2 separate regions of the Astyanax mexicanus genome follow, and region 2 is linked to region 1. Evidence: chromatin contacts called from public Hi-C data. All regions are on one chromosome and are shown on one strand. Each heading gives the region's core, a stretch centred on a gene start, on an enhancer-like site or on the middle of the called end of the contact. The rest is flanking DNA. Distances are from core to core; before and after follow the strand shown. Region 1 holds the start of tbx2b (T-box transcription factor 2b). Region 2 holds the start of bcas3 (BCAS3 microtubule associated cell migration factor).

Evidence for each region. A called contact is a pair of places that touch in the nucleus more often than the background predicts.
Region 2: a Hi-C map of muscle shows a contact between it and region 1, with 13 times the contacts expected there. The contact joins the promoter of bcas3 here to the promoter of tbx2b in region 1. A contact is called at or near these places in 2 of 3 Hi-C or Micro-C datasets (both in muscle).

What each region holds. Positions count from the first base shown.
Region 1 is chr18:433,207-438,293 of AstMex3_surface, forward strand. tbx2b (T-box transcription factor 2b) reads right to left here and starts at 2,414. Exons shown (of 7, transcript XM_007258875.4): 1 at 1,963-2,414; 2 at 913-1,180. The coding sequence starts at 2,321. It overlaps LOC111193726 (a long non-coding RNA gene), which reads left to right and starts at 3,001. Exons shown (of 2, transcript XR_002650656.2): 1 at 3,001-3,656.
Region 2 is chr18:946,477-951,563 of AstMex3_surface, forward strand. bcas3 (BCAS3 microtubule associated cell migration factor) reads right to left here and starts at 2,762. Exons shown (of 24, transcript XM_022675301.2): 1 at 2,676-2,762. nlrx1 (NLR family member X1) reads left to right here and starts at 4,779. Exons shown (of 9, transcript XM_022675273.2): 1 at 4,779-4,931.

The DNA.
Region 1 (5,087 bases), core at 1,164-3,663:
TTTACAAAACACAGAACACAAATTTTCCATTTAAGTGACCATAAATAAACAAACGTAAAAATCACATTATAATAAATAAATTATTACTTGGTTTACACGTCACATGACAGTGGGCCTGTTAAAGCAGTGCAATCAATCGGAAAGGCTTAAGTTGTGCAGGCCTAAACACGGCGGAACAGCCTTAAATATAACTAGGCTACAAGCAGCAACAACCATTACAACAAACAAACAAAAAACGTTTCAGATGTCAAATGCATGCCTGTAAAGTGTATATATATATTTATGCACCCTGTAGGATTTGTTTACGACGAAAGTAGCATGTTACTCCCAACTACACACACGCGGCTGAGCGCTGAACTTTTTTTTTTTTTACCAGCCACCATGTTTTAAAATGTCTATCATCGCTTGGAAAGCTTAATGCCTTCAGTGAGGACAACCTAATACAGTTTTCCCTCAAGGTTGCTTGAGAGTCTGGTTGTTTCATTATAGCGCGATTCCAGAACAATTCCGCTCTTCTGACCTGATTTCGGTCACTTTCCACCCTGAACCACGCAGTTCTTTGAGAATCTGCCATAAACCATATCCTACTGCAACTGAGTTCAAGAAAAACTCAGAATGAAGTGTTCACATTACTCAACCACTCTGACAATAATCGCATTATTCACAATTCCAAAGCGGAATAGTAGACGAACCGTGTGTGTGTGAATGGGGAAAACCCGAATTGTACATTGTAAATATTATATAATTGAGAATACAGGTCACTTGTATTACTATACTGGGGAAATCAATAGCAATATTGATGAACAAATAAATGAATAAATCTCTTAAAGCACCGCATAATTGTACCATGTCTTTTCAAAACATCTTTTGGAAAGAAAAGTAGCGGCAATGCAGTATAAACAGGCTACTTACAAATCCGTGCTTGTCCGAAATGTTGTTGGTCAGCTTGAGTTTATGAAATGCGACAGGCTTGGCCATCCACTGCTCTCCCGTGGCAGGGCTGTCCGGGTGGATGTACATGCGCTTAGGCATCTCCGGGTCGGCCTTGCCCGCCACCATCCAACGTGAATTGTGGAACTTATAGCGGCAGTCGTCGGCAGCGACGATGTCCATTAATAAAATATACTTGGCTTTTTTATCCAGTCCATTAATTCGGACCTTAAAGGGTGGAAACATCCTCCTGTATAGGTGAAAGGCGTGTGTTTATTAACGTTTGTCAAACATATTATTTTGTAGCAGCACATTATATTAAATTACATTAATAACTGTACAGAAACAAAAACATTTTTGTTAAAACAGTATTGTTGTATGATTCATAATTCTCACCAAAACGAGTTAGTCAGGTTCATACATTTTACATTTGTATACTTATTTACGAAAATAAAATAATATATTATATAAATATATATTCATAGAATTGTATATATTGAATGTAAATATTTAAGTGGCAGGTTTTCAACAAAAAACAAAATCTCCTCTTTCGAATAAAGCAATAAAGGCTGAAATACGCTTTTCTTCAGAGTTCAGAATTCAGAATGCAGAAAACTCCACTGCTTAGAATGTGTAGAATGTGTTCCCACAGGCCTGTGAAAACAATGCTAAATCGTTTTTTTTTTGTCCTAAAGAACTAAACCTATCACTTGTGTGTGATGTGACTTCCACGTTGCGTGTCCGTGTAGCGAACAGTAAAAGACCATACGGATGTCTGTGTGGACAACCTTCAAGTGCATAGTTTTTTTATACTCTCGCTTTATTGATTGATCGCATATACAGAAAAGCGTCTGAAAATGTTAAAAGCAGGAAAACGAGAAATATGGGAGGCAAAAAACGGAGATAAAACGGGGATATAGCGATGAATGTAGGGCCTAAAAAAAAACAAAAAACAAAAGCAAACGTTCCCAAGTAATTGTGTAAACTAAATGTTAAAGTGTGATCTCAGTATAAAAAGCGACATGAAATTACCTTCCAGATTTCGTAATAACCATTTCAGTTCCTAATTTGTGGAACTGGTCCCATAGATCCTTGGCTTCCAGTGTGACTTTCGGGTCGTCCTCCACCTCCTCCTCGGGCTCGAGGCTCTTAAGGCTGCGGAGGTGAGCCGCCTGATGGTGACTAAGCGCCGGGTGCAGTCCCGGCTCGGCGGCCCCGGCCAGCGCGTGTTCCGGGATGGGCTTGGTAAGCGCACCGGGAGGCAAAGCCAGCGCGGGGAAAAAGGAGGGCTGCGCGGCCGCCAGGAAGGCTGACATGGGGAAGTCGGTGGGCCGGTGAGCGTGGAAAGGGTGGTAAGCCATGGCAGTGCCTGAAAAGACTGGATCTCTCATCGGTGCATCCAAAACTCGCTGAGGGGAAACGGGATCGGGGGCTGAGCTGTTGTTTTTCCTCGCGTATTCCAGAGGAGCGGAGCAGGATCTCCGCTTTCGTCTTGCCGAACAGCAGCGGGAACGGGACCGAGAGCGCGGGGTAGTAGGCTGGTCCTATTTCTCTCGATCGCGTTGCAAAAAGGCGACGGAGGGACGTGGAAACGCGTGGAAAAGAAAGCAAAGGAGGAGTGGTGTTAGAGGAGACACTCCGAATACTACTACCAGTCAAAGTGAAGACATACGAGGATTGTACAGCAAATTTTAGGGTTTCCACTTTTTCCCTCCCTGCTGCTGCTGTCCTCCTCGTACCAAAAATGACCAAGACCCTTCTTTTCGATGCAGATTGGCCATCCGAACTCGAGCACCAGACCAAGACAACTCGCTCACATCCAACCTCTGTCCGAGTGCAACTGTCTCTCCCACGTCCTTCCTGCTTGGACTCCCAACTCTAATGAACCAAGCCCCCTTGATTGCTGATTTTACGCTTTCTGGACCAATTGTGGCTCTCTATAGGCGTGGTTTTGACAGCTCGGGCCAGGCCTGAGAAGGGGGGGTGGATGAAGGAGGTGAAGGGGAGGGGAGGAGGAGGGCGGACGGGAAAGGTGTCGGAAGCATTAGCAGTAAGAAAACATGTCAACAGAATAAAATATTAACCAATGACAGCGCGGCTCCAAGAGCTCCCACCCCCGCGTGGAGGAGGCCGGGCAGCGCGCGGAGGGTTGTTGAAGGCGGCGGACAGGACGGCCGCCTGCCCCGCGCTGTCTGATCCCCAAACCCTCACCTCCATATCTGCCACGGAGCTCGAGCACGAGAAGCCAAAAGAGCAAAGTGCGCTTTCTTTACTTTACTTTTCTTTTCTTTTCACCATGATGAAGTAAAAACACACATACACACAATACGACCCTCCGAGCGAACCAGCTAAAGCTTCAAACCGCTCGTGCACCACCAGCAGCGGATTCACTTCGCCAGCGGACGCGCGTGTTTACAAACACGTGAAATCGTCTCGAGCGCAGCCTATATGGTTATAAGATCACTATTAGATCACTGAAAACACTGCGGCGCTCCGTGTCTCCAGGGCTGGAGACTCAGAATAGACGACTTAATCTTTAATAAGTCTCGTTCGTCCAAATGATCAGACAATCATTTTGAAACGAGAATGTGATTCCTCCTGCAGAAGAGGAGGAGAAGAAGGAGGAGGACTAGAGGCAGAAGAACCCGGGAGCGACGCGGGGATGGAGCGGTGTTGGAGCGGTGTTGTTGGAGAGCAGCAGCGGGGTGGAGATCCACCAGCTGTGGGTGAGTTTATTCGTCTTTTTTAGGCTAACCTGAGCTAAACTGTTTGAAAGCATGGGTGGACCTCCTTGAAATAAAAATGCAGTTTAAACTTATTTCTTAATTATTAACATTGAACACACAAAAATATTTCCTTTTTCATTTTATTGTAATATTACTAGTATTATTTTGGAAGTAAATACAGACAGTCTTGCGCAACTCAAGACTATTAGTATGTTATTAATAACCTACGTATTCTATTACTGAAACAGTTGTGACAGTAGTAGTCATTTTCTCATGAAATGCACATATATTGACATAATGTCTAATATACGCTTTAAGGGTTTCTCTTATGCTGTACATTGGAACAGATTTCTACAGAGACATTTCTCACATATTTTCACACATATCTAATGTATTTGTTATTCACGTATAGTTGTGTATATAGCTTTATACTAGTCGCAGGTATGTATCTAATATGATACGATTTCTTATAGGCACATATTGGGAATAGTCGTATATAATAGTCGTATATAATATTGATAAAGCTCAAATCGACTCTAATGTTTACTAATACACAATAATAATACATAATAATTATATATGACTTATTATATATGACTTATTTCATATGTGTTATGTGTAGAGGTTACTTTTGATACACCTTCAAATGTATTCTCATATGGTGTAATGAGCTTCAGGTAGGAGCTTAAACGAAACGTTTTACCAGCGTTTTATACAGTCGTGCTAAAGTGTGATAGGACTAAATATTTAAATATTTATAAATGTTTGGCACAGTTGTGTAGTACTTCTGCACTGTACGGACTAGTATGTTTAGGGCTTTCTGCACTATAGGAAGGGGTGTTTGAGTGTGTATGTAGTGTATTTTTGGATAAAAAAAAAAAAAAGTTAAAGCTGAAAATTGATTTTTTGAAAAAATGATTTTTAGAATTTTCTTAAAGCAGTTGAACACTGGGACACTTTCCCTTCTCAAACTGGGAGCTGCGCTCAAAAAGAAAAGATTGTTAACCTCTACAGCCACACTGGTACACATACTGTACACCAAATACACGCAACATACGCTCCACTTCAAACACCTCAAACACCACGCACCTCGTCACGCATCACAACACTATTCAAGTCTTTAGAACTAACTACACAAAAACATTTTATTGATCAGGTTTTTTTACATTTTACACCAGTGTGTTAATCGGTTTAGCGTTTAAAAACACTAATTTAGTATATCCTAGCTTCGTTGAAAAAAAAAACAGATACACTGAACACAAATAACCTTAAACTAGCAGAAATAAGAATTACAGGAAAAACAAAAAAGTAGAAAAGCTCTAACTTTAAATTAATAATAATTAATAATAATAACAATACGAACACATTACAACATTATTATTATTGTTATTATTATGAGTATTATTATTTTATGCTGACATGCAGAGGAGT
Region 2 (5,087 bases), core at 1,512-4,011, 510 kb after region 1:
TTTTTTTTTTTGCTTTTTTCCTTCACACCCCCCCTCCTTTTTGCCTGTTATCTCCTTATAAGTTATCTCCTTATAATATGCACAATGACCACAGATACTACAAGAGTAGTGTGCCTCTAGCAGCAGAATTTGCTTTGGCTTGACTTTTATTTTAATTACTTTCTCAATAAAACAAAAGCTGAGTCAGATCTGACCTAATACAGAACCACTGCATTTAGTAAAGGACAGTGGTCGTTTCTGCATATTATAAGGAAAAAATTGTATGAGCAAAACAGGATAGAGGCAAAACAGGCAAATAGTACAAAACAACAACAAAAAGAAAGCAAAACAGCATAAAAAAAAAATAAATAAATGACTTTTAGGAATGAAAATATGACAACATCTAATCAGTACTATGTTTGTTTGTTTTGTTTTGTTTTTTGGTCACTGCAAAACTGTGGGTTAAGGATTTTAGGATTTTTGCTAGTTAACTAAATAACTAGTTAGCTAGTTAGCTACTTCAGTGAACAGTTATTTTGGTCCACTTTAAAAACAGCATGAAGCTAGTTAAGTTACCTAAGCTATCTATCATTCTTTTTCAACACATTTCATAATATACCTATTCACAGTTAAACATTATTTTAAACTATATTTTAATGCAGCAGAAAACAGATATAAACTCTTATCAGCTGTTTATATCTGTGCGGATTTTTGGAGTTCTGGCTCTCTCATTCAATCCTAAGAAACTAACCTATCTACTGAATGACTGGCTTTAAATGAACGAGACTATAGATATGCAATACCAACACATTGAAGTATTAGTTAGCTACCTAACCTAAGCAAAAATGTACTCCTTGCCATGAAATGCTTTTAAAGACAGTCTGCTCACACAATGATGCTTAAAATACTTAAAATAATTCATATTCTTTATCTAAGGAGAAAGAAGAAATATAAAATTAACTTTTAAATATAAATTGTAACTAACAAAGTACTTAGAAATGTAAAATAAAACTATAAAATATGAATTAACAGTGTAAGAAATACTACTCGCAGGTTGGTTAGCTTAGTTACTTATTGAGCTAGTTGGGTAAGTTAGCTACTTCAGTAAAAACAGTTATTGGTCCACTTTAAAACAGAATGAAGCTATAGTTACCTAAATAAGCTATCATTCTTCTTCAACACAATTCATAATTAAGTTATTCACAATTGAAAAACATTATTTAAAAGCATATTTTAGTGCAGCAGTAAAAACAGATATAAACTCTTATCAGCTGTTTATCTCCCTCAGACATTTCAGCATAGCTTAGCTTTAGCTAGTTAGCAATACCTCCTTAAACCATTGTGGACATAATACAGAAATAATTATATAAGCAAAATAACAGGCATACTGATATATAATATCTACAAAGTATAAGTAAGTATAAATTAGCTAATCTAATTAAAAATTTACTACTGTTCTAGCCATCAACACTATCATATCCTACTACTAGCAGGTGAATTAGTTAGTTCTTTGTCTATAGTGCAAGTTATTGTGTGTATTGTGTATATTGTGTAAACTGTAAGGTTAACTGTGTATATTGTTTTTTATTTTATTATTCTACTGTGTTGTAAATATTGTTCTCTGCATGCTAGTGGGAACCTGCTCACAAACTTTTTCATTTACCTGTACACCTGTATTTTGTGACGTTACAATAAATATATTTAATCTTGAATCTTATTTATCTTGCTAGTTAACTAAATAACTAGTTAGTTAGTTAGCTACTTCAGTGAACAGTTATTCTGGTCCACTTTAAAAACAGCATGAAGCTAGTTAAGTTACCTAAGCTAACTTATCATTCTTCTTCAACACATTTTATAATTAAGCTATTAAACTCTTATCAGCTGTTTTATCTCCCTCAGACATTTCAGCATAGCTTAGCTTTAGCTAGTTAGCAATACCTCCTTAAACCATTGTGCATATAATACAGAAATAATTATATAAGCAAAATAAGAGGCATACTGACTATTAATCTATAATATCAACACAGTATAAGTTCTAGCCATCCACACTATCAAATCCTACTACTAGCATGTGAATTAGTTAGCCGTTTGTCTATAGTGCAAGTTATTGTGTTTATTGTTATTGTGTGAGTTGTGTATACTGTAAGCTTAACTGTTTATTTTTTATTTTATTTTATTATTCTACTGTGTTGTAAATATTGTTCTCTGCATGCTAGTGGGAACCTGCTCACAACGTTTTCATTCACCTTTACACCTGTACTTTGTGAAGTGAAAATAAATATTATTTAGCTTGCTAGTTAACTAAATAACTAGTTAGCTAGTTAGCTACTTCAGTGAACAGTTATTTTGGTCTACTTTAAAAACAGCATGAAGCTAGTTAAGTTACCTAAGCTATCTATCATTCTTTTTCAACACATTTCATAATATACCTATTCACAGTTAAACATTATTTTAAACTATATTTTAATGCAGCAGAAAACAGATATAAACTCTTATCAGCTGTTTATCTCCCTCAGACATTTCATCATAGCTTAGCTTTAGCTGTTAGCGGCTAACTGTCCCTCTCTCTCAGACACACAGACCCAGCATTACTCTGAACACAGACAGTAATATCTGCAGACCCCGGACTCCCTCACACACACCGCTCCGCTCAAACAGCGGGAATAAAAACAATTTACACTCATATTTACACTCACCTGCAGCGCTGCGCCTCAATTCAGCTCTATAAACACAGATCTTCCCAAAACGCGACAACAACACCGCGCAGGCTACGTACAGCGGAAACAACAAACCTAAGAACCAATGGCAGCGCCGCGCCGCGGGCGACCGACCAATCACATCGCGCTGGAGGCGGTACAGCTTCCACGTTCAAAGCCAATCAGATTGAGTCAAGAGCTGCATCGTTTCTTTCAGTCACTTTGGAATAAACAATAAAGTTTAGAGGAATGTAACTATACACAGTGGATTGTCTTAAAAAAAATAAAATAAATAAAATAATAATAATAATAATAATAATAATAATAATAATAAATAAATAAATAGCATTATCATACAGACGCATGCATTTATTTAAATTATTTTTTTTATTTTAATTAATGTAATTGTTATATTGGATAAATACTCCCAAATGAATGACTAAGCACTTGCGTAAGAAAAAGCTCTGAATAAAAGCGTACATATGTAGTTAAATGTAATAGTAAACATCATATTTTTATTCTTTTGTAAAAGAAAAGGAAAATGCAGACCCTCTTTCGATATGTTTATTTGTGAAGTTGCTTATATATTTTTATTTTTTATATCTTTTATTACCATATATGGTAAAGCAATAAAATAAAAAATAAAAATATATTATTTGTCCTTTAAATGTATTTATTATGCTCCTTTGTCATATGCATGTGTATCACCTCTTATTCTTTAATTGAAAGTTGCATTAATCATGATGCACTTTAACCTTTTCTCCTTTTTTTAAAGCACTGATTTTTTCTCCATTTATACTGTAATTGGTGGTGATTAAAAGAAAAATATGTTTGTGTGTGTGGTGTGTGTACTGTGTGTGTGTGTGTAGGGGCAGTTCAGGTCACGTTGCACATATTTGGCCAAAGTAAATACAGTACATGTACCACAAGGGCTACAAAAATGCTGCAAAAAATTACTTTTTATTGTGTCATTTATTTTCATAATATGTAAATAAAGCAAGATTTAATTTTTAAAGCTGAGATTTAATTATTTGTCTATTTACAGTAAAGCTTGTGTGTTTGTTATATGGCCAAATATTAAACCTTGTGTTTTGCATGTGGTAATCAGTGTTGTGATAATCCAGTGTTGTGCTGAAACATTACTCTAATTTGACAACCTCACCATTCTACTGACTGTATTTTGCAGTCATATACATAAATATTATACTCTGTCAACATGCTCATGTGGGGCTAACGTGTGTGTAGTGTGCATTTTTTTTTACAGGGGCCTAGTAGAGCTTGAGTTGATTTCACGTAGGTCCCATCTAGAACCCCTGTTCATTAGTTGTTTTATGCTGTTCCCAGCTCCTAATCATAAAGCCCAGTTTCCCAGACAGGGATTAAGACTAGTCCTGAGCTAATATAGTGATTGAACTGAACATACCCATTATAGCCACAAGATGGAGCCAACACATAAAACATAAGGATACAGTAGAGCAATGTATTACAATATAACAGTATTTTTCTGCACTTTTTAGTGCATTTCCAAATGAAATATATGAAATATAAATATATAATAATATAATTATATATTGTTGTTTATTTTATAAACTATGGACAACATTTCTCCAAAAATATAAAATAAAAAATATTGTCATTTAGAGCATTTATTTGCAGAAAATGAGAAATGTCTGAAATAAGGAAAAAAAATATAGAGCTTTCAGACCTAAAATAATGCAAAGAAAAAAAGTTCATATTCATAAAATGTTTTAAGAGTTCAGAAATAATCAATATCTGGTGGAATAAACCTGGTTGGTTTTTAATCACAGTTTTTTTTTCATGCATCCTGGCATCATGTTCTCCTCCACCAGTCTTACACACTGCTTTTGGATAACTTTATGCTGCTTTACTCCTGGTGCAAAAATTCAAGCAGTTCAGTTTGGTGGTTTGATGGTTTGTGATCATCCATCTTCCTCTTGATTTTATTCCAGAGGTTTTCAGTTTGCTAAAATCAAAGAAACTCGTCATTTTTAAGTGATATCTTGTTTTTAGTTTTACAGAGCTGTATATATATATATATATATATATATATAGATATATATAGATATATATAGATATAGATAGATATAGATAGAGGGGTGTTGTGCTGTGTGAGTACAGGAAGTGTGGGTGCTGTCAGGCTGGACTGAACGATCGCAGGGAGACATTTCTCTGTGTTTTAGTGACTGAAATACAACAACCTGACTGAAGCTGCGATGAGATAATGCTCAGTTATTGGTAAGACCTTCTTTTAATTTAGTTAATTTACACAGATTACCCTGAATAACGCTTAATAATCCTTATATCCTTATTCTTCTGCTTAGTAACTCAAGGTCGCTGCTCCGCTGCAGCAGCTAAGATACAAACACAGAGACTGTCTATGTGTTTACACCG